Linked DNA regions of Xenopus tropicalis: region 2 is linked to region 1. A link is a contact called in public Hi-C data. All regions are on one chromosome and are shown on one strand. Each heading gives the region's core, a stretch centred on a gene start, on an enhancer-like site or on the middle of the called end of the contact. The rest is flanking DNA. Distances are from core to core; before and after follow the strand shown.

What was found. Hi-C and Micro-C count contacts between places; a contact is called where the count stands out from the background.
Region 2: a contact with region 1 is called in a Hi-C map of tailbud embryo, with 4 times the contacts expected there. The contact joins the promoter of rbx1 here to the promoter of shisa8 in region 1. A contact is called at or near these places in 4 of 5 Hi-C or Micro-C datasets (brain, gastrula embryo, neurula embryo and 1 more).

Annotation. Positions count from the first base shown.
Region 1 is chr4:115,777,535-115,782,146 of UCB_Xtro_10.0, reverse strand. shisa8 (protein shisa-8) reads left to right here and starts at 2,725. Exons shown (of 4, transcript XM_002934724.5): 1 at 2,725-3,827. The coding sequence starts at 3,316.
Region 2 is chr4:115,969,991-115,974,084 of UCB_Xtro_10.0, reverse strand. It overlaps rbx1 (E3 ubiquitin-protein ligase RBX1), which reads left to right and starts at 1,385. Exons shown (of 5, transcript XM_002934726.5): 1 at 1,385-1,507; 2 at 3,804-3,882; 3 at 4,047-4,094. The coding sequence starts at 1,394.

The DNA.
Region 1 (4,612 bases), core at 1,476-3,975:
TATCCCGCCTGTATGTATTTGGAATGTGGGAGGCAATCAGCAAAAAGCCACTCACATACGCTACACAGCTAAAAGTATGTGGGCACCTCCCTAACAAATATCGCATTCCCAAACCAAGGGTATTTATGTGAAGTCAGATCCTCTCTTTGCTGCCATAATAGCCTTTATTTGTATGTTTAAAGCAAAACTTTGGAAGTCACACTTCCATTATACTTTAATTTTACTTAGCCTTGGAGTGCTTCCCGCAATCTCTTTTGTATTTGAGTAGAGAATCGCAAAATACTCTGACCTAGAATCAATGTGCACTTCATCTTAAGTTGTCTTTTTATAATTGTATCTCCTTTGTATACGTCTCTGAGCCTGAAGCAAGGAAAATGTGTGCATTTGCTGCATGAGATCTCTTTAGGTAATTCACTACTCAAGTATTTTATTATACAGAGAGCTGCACTGTTGGATCTTTTTGTTTAGTTATATTTTCAACTGGATGCTTCCTAGCCATTTTTTAAGTGTGACTCCCTCTATCCAAACCATAAGTTGCTCTCTGAGGATGCTGGTAGTTGTAGTCTGAAGACTATAGTATCACAGTCTTGGACACCAGCTGGCACTTATATATGATATATTAAGATTATTCTGTGCAACTGCAAACGTACCATCCTATTGTAAATTTTCTTTAGTTTGGACATCAGGGTGATCATATGAGCAGAAAAGGACAAAGCAAAGTACAAAAGACAGTTCGGTGGCACACTGTGAGTACGCTATAGAGATATGTGTAGTGAAAAAGTCAAGGACAAACAAAGCCTGCAGGAGGGAGGGGGGTATGGCAAGCAACGGAAGCAGGATTTGCAGTCAGAGGCCTTTTATACACGGCAACATACACACATTTATATTACATGGAAGCTCAACTGTCCTGTTTGGGAGGCATGATATTTCTGTAACGTTCAATCACTCAATTATGGAATGAAATCGAGTAGGACGTGGCCACCTTGCTTCTGCAGTAATACACTATCCATATTCTCTTGCTTCCTGTGCAAACAGTAAACTTTGTATTTTCATTAGCTCATAGACAGCTCTCCCTCTCTTTAAGAGAAAAAAATATACGATCACTAATACATAATCCACTGTAGAAAACTCAACTCAAGGAAGCGGAAAAGCCACATTCACAACAGAAAAGAAGAAAGAAGAAAAATAGGTGTCAGGCACTCTTAAGGAACCATAGGCCAACAAAAAATGGAAATGTTTATTTATACCTTCATCTCAAAAGCCTTACGCGATTCGTGTTCAAAATGACACTTAATGACATCTAAATGTACACAACACAATAAGGCTGAGATGAAGGTTTAAATAAAGATTCTTTTCATTTTTTAATTCTTTTTGTTGGCCTATCTGTGATTCCGTAAGAGTGCCCAACACTCATTTTTCTCCTCTCTCTCTTTAACACAAGTTCTAATCTATTCTAATTATATTTAATGGTAATTTGGCCAGCAATCCTTCTGGAATTTAATAAACTTTCTTCAACATGTAATATACAAACAAATCTATAATATATATACACACACACCAAACTTTAATTAGCCACATGACTTTATTTTACACAAAGCAAGATGCTTGTGTAGCAATAGATATGAATGTGACCTAGACCTTAAATTACAATACCAGCAAAATGTATGGGAAAAGCAACTGAATTAGAGTCAGAGTTAGAGTCACAAATGGACAATTTCAACTTACTGTTAATCAGGCAAGGGCAGTGTAAAACACAAGACTATGCAATCAACAATATATCAAAATGCTTAAAGATACTAAGCATACTTACTGCCAAGGCTGTCCAGGCCCCTGGATAAAACAACTTGTGTAGGGCCCTATGTTGTTATAAGCCTATGGCTGGCTATGCATGCTGGGAGTTGTAGATATTTTCATTATCTCACTTTGCTGAACTCCCTACCCAACAGCTACAGTTCCTTTCAAGAGGCAACTCTGTGATTTAACGGACATTTCTATGGTGCCTTTACATTTGTGGAGGCTGTAGTTCAGCCTGGTGCCACCCTGGACACAGACCCTCAAGTACTTATATGGTTAATACTGCCTTTTTGTTTGACTGAGTTTTTCCAAACTCTTCTTGGCAACATTTGCTGGTTTGGGAGCTTATAATTGTCTCCACTAGACAAAGATATGCTTAAGTCCTCCTATACTGTATAAGAGAAAAACAAAATAACAACTTAAGATATACAAGGCTATATAAGTTAGTGCCTTAAGTTTAATCATAGGACACATGGGTAATTGTATGTAAATGTGTCTAAACCACTGGGAAAGAGCTACAATACAGCGTTATTTTTAAAACTTTGTCACCATCACAGGAGCAATCACAAACGTAGGAACACAATATGATACAGGCTAAAGGCTAACCAACACATCTCCCTCCCATACATCTCTCTTTCTCTCTCTCTCTCTCTTTCTTTCTCTCTAATACACCATATCAGTTGATATGGATACACTGGTTTGCACCAAATAAGAATGAACCCTGTTTGTCTCCCATGCTGTCCTTACTCCTCACTATATTTATGCCCCCATGCCAGAGTCTGTCTGGTGTCTGTCTGATCCCAGCAGTGTAAAGAAGCAGCCAAGACCCAGTGAGCTGCACATACAGGTTTCTTCCTGCAGATGGATCAAGCTCCATCCCTCCACAACCACCTCCCCAAACCATCTCCCTCCCTTCCAGTCATCCTCCCATGAAAAGAGCTCACACTTGCACACCGAGTTTGTTGAGAGAGGACATCCCTCCCCAGGAAGGCAGCAAAAATAGGGAAAAAATGTGTTGAATCAAGAAGACTGAATAAAGAGTTACTCAACTGCAAACTGTAGAAGAACAAAGAATACAATCAAGAGAGGATATTAACTCCAAAAGAGCAAAGGGATATTAAAAGAAAAAGAAAATTAAAACATGGAAAAGGAAGAAATAATAAAAAACAGCCATTTAAATGATTAAAAATCAAGTATAAAGTGTAACCTTGAAGAAAAAGAAGAAAATTATTATTATTATCAGAAGATTCTTATCATAAGGGATAAAAAGACCAAAGCAAAGGAAATACAGATCACAAGGGCTTGCGTCTTTCTCACTCATTTTTCTTTCTGATGCTTCAGGATAAAGCATTTTCTCTAGAACTGAATTTGAGTTCAAGAACATTCTATTTCCTCCTTCGAAGAGAAAAAGATTCGTATTTCTTGGATTCATATTTTTTTTAGAAAAACAAGAATATTTTAAGGAGGCTTTCTATCTAAAAAGTTCTGTTCCCTGTAGGACTGATATTAAGGACGTTCCGAATGGAGTGGTTTTTATATTTAGGGTTTTGCTGGCTTGTATTATGGGACCCTTGGTTTGTGAAAGCAAGAACACCAAACACAAAAGCAGGTCTTGGTGATGAAGTGGTGCAAGGAACGCCCAAACCTTTGATGCCCACTGAGTTACCACAGGTTGTGGCAGACCGTTGCCGAGGCTACTACGATGTAATGGGTCAGTGGGACCCACCATTTAATTGTAATGCCAGCAGTTATTTGTACTGCTGTGGAACATGTGGATATCGTTTCTGTTGCCAATTTAAACATGGAAGGTTGGATCAGAGTATGTGCTCCAACTATGATACCCCAAACTGGGCAAACACTGGAAAACCTCCTGCTCGGGGAGAAGAATCAAGCGATGACCCAAGCAAAGACAAAACCAACATGATTGTATATATTATTTGTGGGGTGGCTGCTCTCATGGTACTTGTGGGAATCTTCACTAAGCTGGCAGTGGAGAAGACACAGCGGCCCCAAACTGATATGAGTGTTTCCAGGTGAGAACAAAATTTGCTGTTTTAATATAAGGATAGGGGATTAAGTTGTATCAATCTGTCTTTCTGGAGCATTACATTACTTTTTAAAAGCCACTACAACATACTACCATATATATCCCATGATGTGCTAAGGACAAAGACAGATATATCTATAGCCTTAAGGCTATGTTAGACTATAGGAGGCAAATAAGAAAAGGGTAAATTAGATGGCCAGGCACAATACATTATGTCCAACTGTTTTCATATAAAAGATTGCAAAGTAATTTTACAGTAATATAGTTCCAAAATGTGATATTTAAATCCTTGTCTTTCAGCTGTGGGAAGAGGGGGCAGCTTTTCTGCTACTTTCATTCTGTCTTGTTTTAATCACCTAGTAGAGCACAAACAATGGGTTAGCAGATGCATGTTAAATGTTGTGAACAATACAGGTTGAATTATACCTTTTACTGGACAGCTATGCTGTTAAAATTACAACCTTACAATGTTCTTCAGAAGAAACACTGTGAGGTTTAAAAGCCTGTAATTTTTTATCAGTGTGCTAGCAGGTCCAACAAAAAGCTATAATTCAGCTTGAAGCATTCCAGTATTCTGCATTTGCATCACTTTATAAAAAAGGACCACCGGGGCTACAAGCCATTTTCCTCAGCATACTGCTGGGTCTGTGAAAAAGCAGCAGCAAATGAGTGATGGTTGCATTATTCCTTTTTAGTGCTGCCAAGACAAGGAATTGTTCCATACATGCCTGTGATACTTACACTTTGCCCTTTCACTTAAGAATAACTCAA
Region 2 (4,094 bases), core at 136-2,635, 190 kb before region 1:
GCATCAAATTGGTACCTAATGATATGTGGGAGATAAGATGCTGCAAAGTGGAAGCTTTGAGGTGATTTTTGGAAATATCATCCAAATCGCCCACTTTAGGAAAGCTTTGCAGCTTGGTACTTTGGAGTAAAAAAGGCATGTGTAACCATTTTGAATTTATGGGAATGTGTACTTTCAAAAAAATATATGACTTTCTGGGGTGAGCATTCATTTTTTGTAGCTTCATTCCACATAAAATAATGTAAATGTTGATTTTGCAGGAGCTGAAATGACAGAAATGATAGATCATATAGGGGTATTTTCATTTTAGGGCCCCTACATTGCACACACTTGTGGAAACCTATACATATTTTGCCTGACGAAGGGTCCTTAGAGCTCCGAAAGCTTGCAATGTTATTTTTATATATAATACTCTTGTATTTTGTTTTTTTTATTATTATTTTTGACACTGGCTAACACAGTACTACAGTTTTAGCTTTGTGATAAATTTTGATAAAAAAACAATAATTTTAGGAAAGCATTGCAACTTCGTAGTTTGGAGTAGACAGACAGTTTTAACCTATTCTCCATTCCTCAGAATCTGTTCTTTCCAAAAATGTATAATTTTCTGGTATAAACCTTCTGAAATGTAGGTGTTAAAATCTTAAGTATGCAAGCTTTCTGGAGCAGTGCTTTGGAAATTTGGTAGGTAGTGTACCGCTGGGAATTTTTGAATCACACAAATGAGAAATCGACATAAAACTATATATATATTTGGTGCTGGCACATTCAGGAGACATGGGACTTTCCGAATCAGTTGTATTTTTGTGCATAAAATCATTTGTTTCTTTTATATGTGTTTATATTACGGAAAACGTGTTGTTGTTTTTTTGTTGTTTTTGTTTTTTTTAATCTTTTAGACATTAAGAAGCCTATATCTTGTTCCAGAATTGGAATCACACAAAAATTCTACCATATTTTGAAATCTTAGGTCGCCCCCCCCCCCAAAAAAAAAAGATATATTGTTTTCCTGTGTAAACTAAAAGTCCCCCCAAGGAAAGGCCCTAAGAGTGCAAAATGTTTCAAAACAGTCTGGCAATACAAGTTCTGCTTTGACCAAATCAGCTGGCAGTGAAAGGGTTAACTGTTCAATACAGAAATATTTTGCTTAACCAGAACACCACAGCCCCTTAGTGAATACGAACAGATGAAAAGGCTAGCTTGCTTAAATCTGTACATTTTACTTCCCTCAAGGAGCATGTGCCTACGCCTTTAAATAAATTCTCTCCAAGCCTGCAGACCGCAGCTCTTCCTCGTTACCGTCTTCCGCCCCCACACACATTACTAACACGCCCCAAACTGTGCGCCTTTAATGCTAATCACATGACCAAGGCATCAGCCCAGCTTTCGGCGCATGCGCCATATAGACCCGGAATTTCCTCTTTTCAAAATGGCAGCCGCAATGGATGTAGACACACCAAGCGGAACGAATAACAGCGCTAGTAAGAAGCGCTTTGAGGTTAAGAAGGTAAGTGTGCTTGCTTGCGTATGTTATGGATGTAGCAAATGATCAGAACAGTCTTTCTAACTAATACTTAAAGAGGGCGACAGTGCAGCAGCTGATACTATTCAGCTAGATTGCTTGCGCCCTAAAGCTTTTTAGATGTTTGATTGACGTGTTTTCCGCCGAATCAAATGTTAAACCCTAATACTTAGGGCGGTCCGTTTTGGCAAAGCGGTGATTTCTGTCGTTCCGGCGGCCCAATAGCGGATAGCTACTGATGCCACAAACGATTGGATGAATTCTAACCAATGTAAGTGCCCCTCTCAGCTGCACTGGGAGGCGGGATCATGTAGCCGCACTTCACGAGTTTGCGGGGGAGCTGTAGGGCCACAGACATTGCGTGGTCTCATTTGCTCATTTGTTTCCCTGGAGGAGGCAGGGAATGTGTCTTGGGCTTTTAGCGGTGTGAGAGCAAGAAACGGGGCTATTTGATAAAAAATAAATTGTTGAACAAGTAAATGTAGGGGTCAAATGACTTGCATTTAGCACATGTAGGGGTATATTAATCATGCTGTGTAAAAAGTGGAGTGAAGCATTATCAGTGGTGTTGAGCTGGGTAACCAATCGGCTATTAGATTTCAACAGTTCTGATTGGCTGCTATAAACTTCATCGGTGATGTTTTACTCCACTTTTTGCACAGCATGATATATATACCCCTACGGTACAGGAGCTGTGAATATGCATTCTCACAGCGTGATGATTTTGCCACCATAGTTCTGCAGGGCATGGTGTGTTTAGCTTACAGTATCAAACATGGTGTATGTGCCATTGTTGGTGTATGTTGCCATTACAGCCTCCTCTCCCTCAGACCCTGCATACCCTATACTTAAAGGAAAACTATACTCCGAAACAATGTAGGTCTCTAAATATGTATTGCATATACAAGCTCATATGTAAAACCCTACTTCATCCAAAAAAGCCATTCTCATATAAATATACTTTTTTTTGTAGTATGTGCCACTGGGTAAGCCTAAATGAAGGCTGGGGCCAACTGGGCTTTTTCCCCAGTGTCCCGTAGCCCAGTCCAACCCTGATTAACAGTGGCTTTCTTTCTTCCACTACTGGGCAGTATTTGTTGTATTTATAGCCTTTCCAATTTCAGCCACAGAGTTGTCATGGGTCTCTTAGTGACCTTCTACATTATTCTTCTCCTTGCACATTCACTCTCTTTTCGTGGATGGCCTGTTCCTGGCAGATTTACAGCTATGCCATACCCTTTCAGTTTCTAAATGATAGATGTAACTGTATGTCCAGTTATAGTTAGAGACTTGGAAATTTTCCTATTTCCATCCCCCAACTTGTGCTTTAAATCACCTTTTTATGGAGTTGCTTAGAGGGTCCTTCTCCCTTCATGTTATAGATCAGTTATCCCCAACCAGTGGCTCATGAGCAACATGTTGCTCACCACCCCCTTTAATGTTGCTTCCAGTGGCCTCAAAACAGGTGTTTATTTCTTAATGTCTAATTTGAAGGCAAGTTTTGTAGGCATAAAGACCATCTGTACTGCCAAATAGTCTCCTTTATTCTGCCAGTTTGCATTGGGCTACCAAATAACCAATCACAGCCCTTATTTGTCACTTTTATCATGATTGTGTTGCTCCCCAACTTTTTATATATTTTTTTTTTTTTAATTTGAGTGAATTAGTGAAAAGTATATGTTTATGGTATAGACACTTTATTTGTTAGAAATAAGCTCCTGATGGAGCTGTTGTATACAGTCTGACCTGAGATTACTGTTAAAAAAAAAAAAAAAAAAAAAAGGGGGGGGGGGGTCATCAAGACGACACTCTTATCCAGCTCTGTGTGAGGCTACATGTTGAGGTAACAGGGTCTGCCAAGCATCTAGGCCAGAGGCAGGCCAAGCCGACCGGGCACCTAGGCAACCTGGTCGGCCACCTTACCCCTGCACCCTCCCATGCATAATACCCACGTGCAGTGAAGGAAATGACAAGTTAGTGCAGACTAGGGGGAGGCAGGAGAGGTACCTGTCTGGCACCCATTATTCCGGCCCTGATCTAGGCACATTGATATTGGTGCCTTCATTGAGCCACATTTGGGCCACGTTTAACCATTCCAGTAAGACTCCAAAGCCATTGTCTGGTAAAACTGGCTAAACTAGTAAATCGAACATACCGGTAATTCTATACACATGAACCAACTTAGAGCAGATTGTGCTAAGTGATTAGATGAGTTTTAAAACATATTTAATTTATTGCCAAAATTTACATCACTTTAACTTTTTTTTCTTTTTTGTTGCAGTGGAATGCAGTTGCCCTTTGGGCCTGGGACATTGTAGTGGACAATTGTGCCATCTGCAGGAACCACATCATGGACTTGTGTAAGTTTCCTTAATTGAACTTTAGCCGATAAAACAACTGTTGTCTGTAAGCAACATTTTAGTTAGTCCCAGTGCTTATATATACATTTATCTTTGAAAAAGTGAATAACCCCTTTGAATGGTACAAATGCAGAAAATAAAAATAATCCTCTTGTATCTTCTAGGCATAGAGTGCCAAGCAAACCAAGCTTCTGCTACTTCTGAGGAATGCA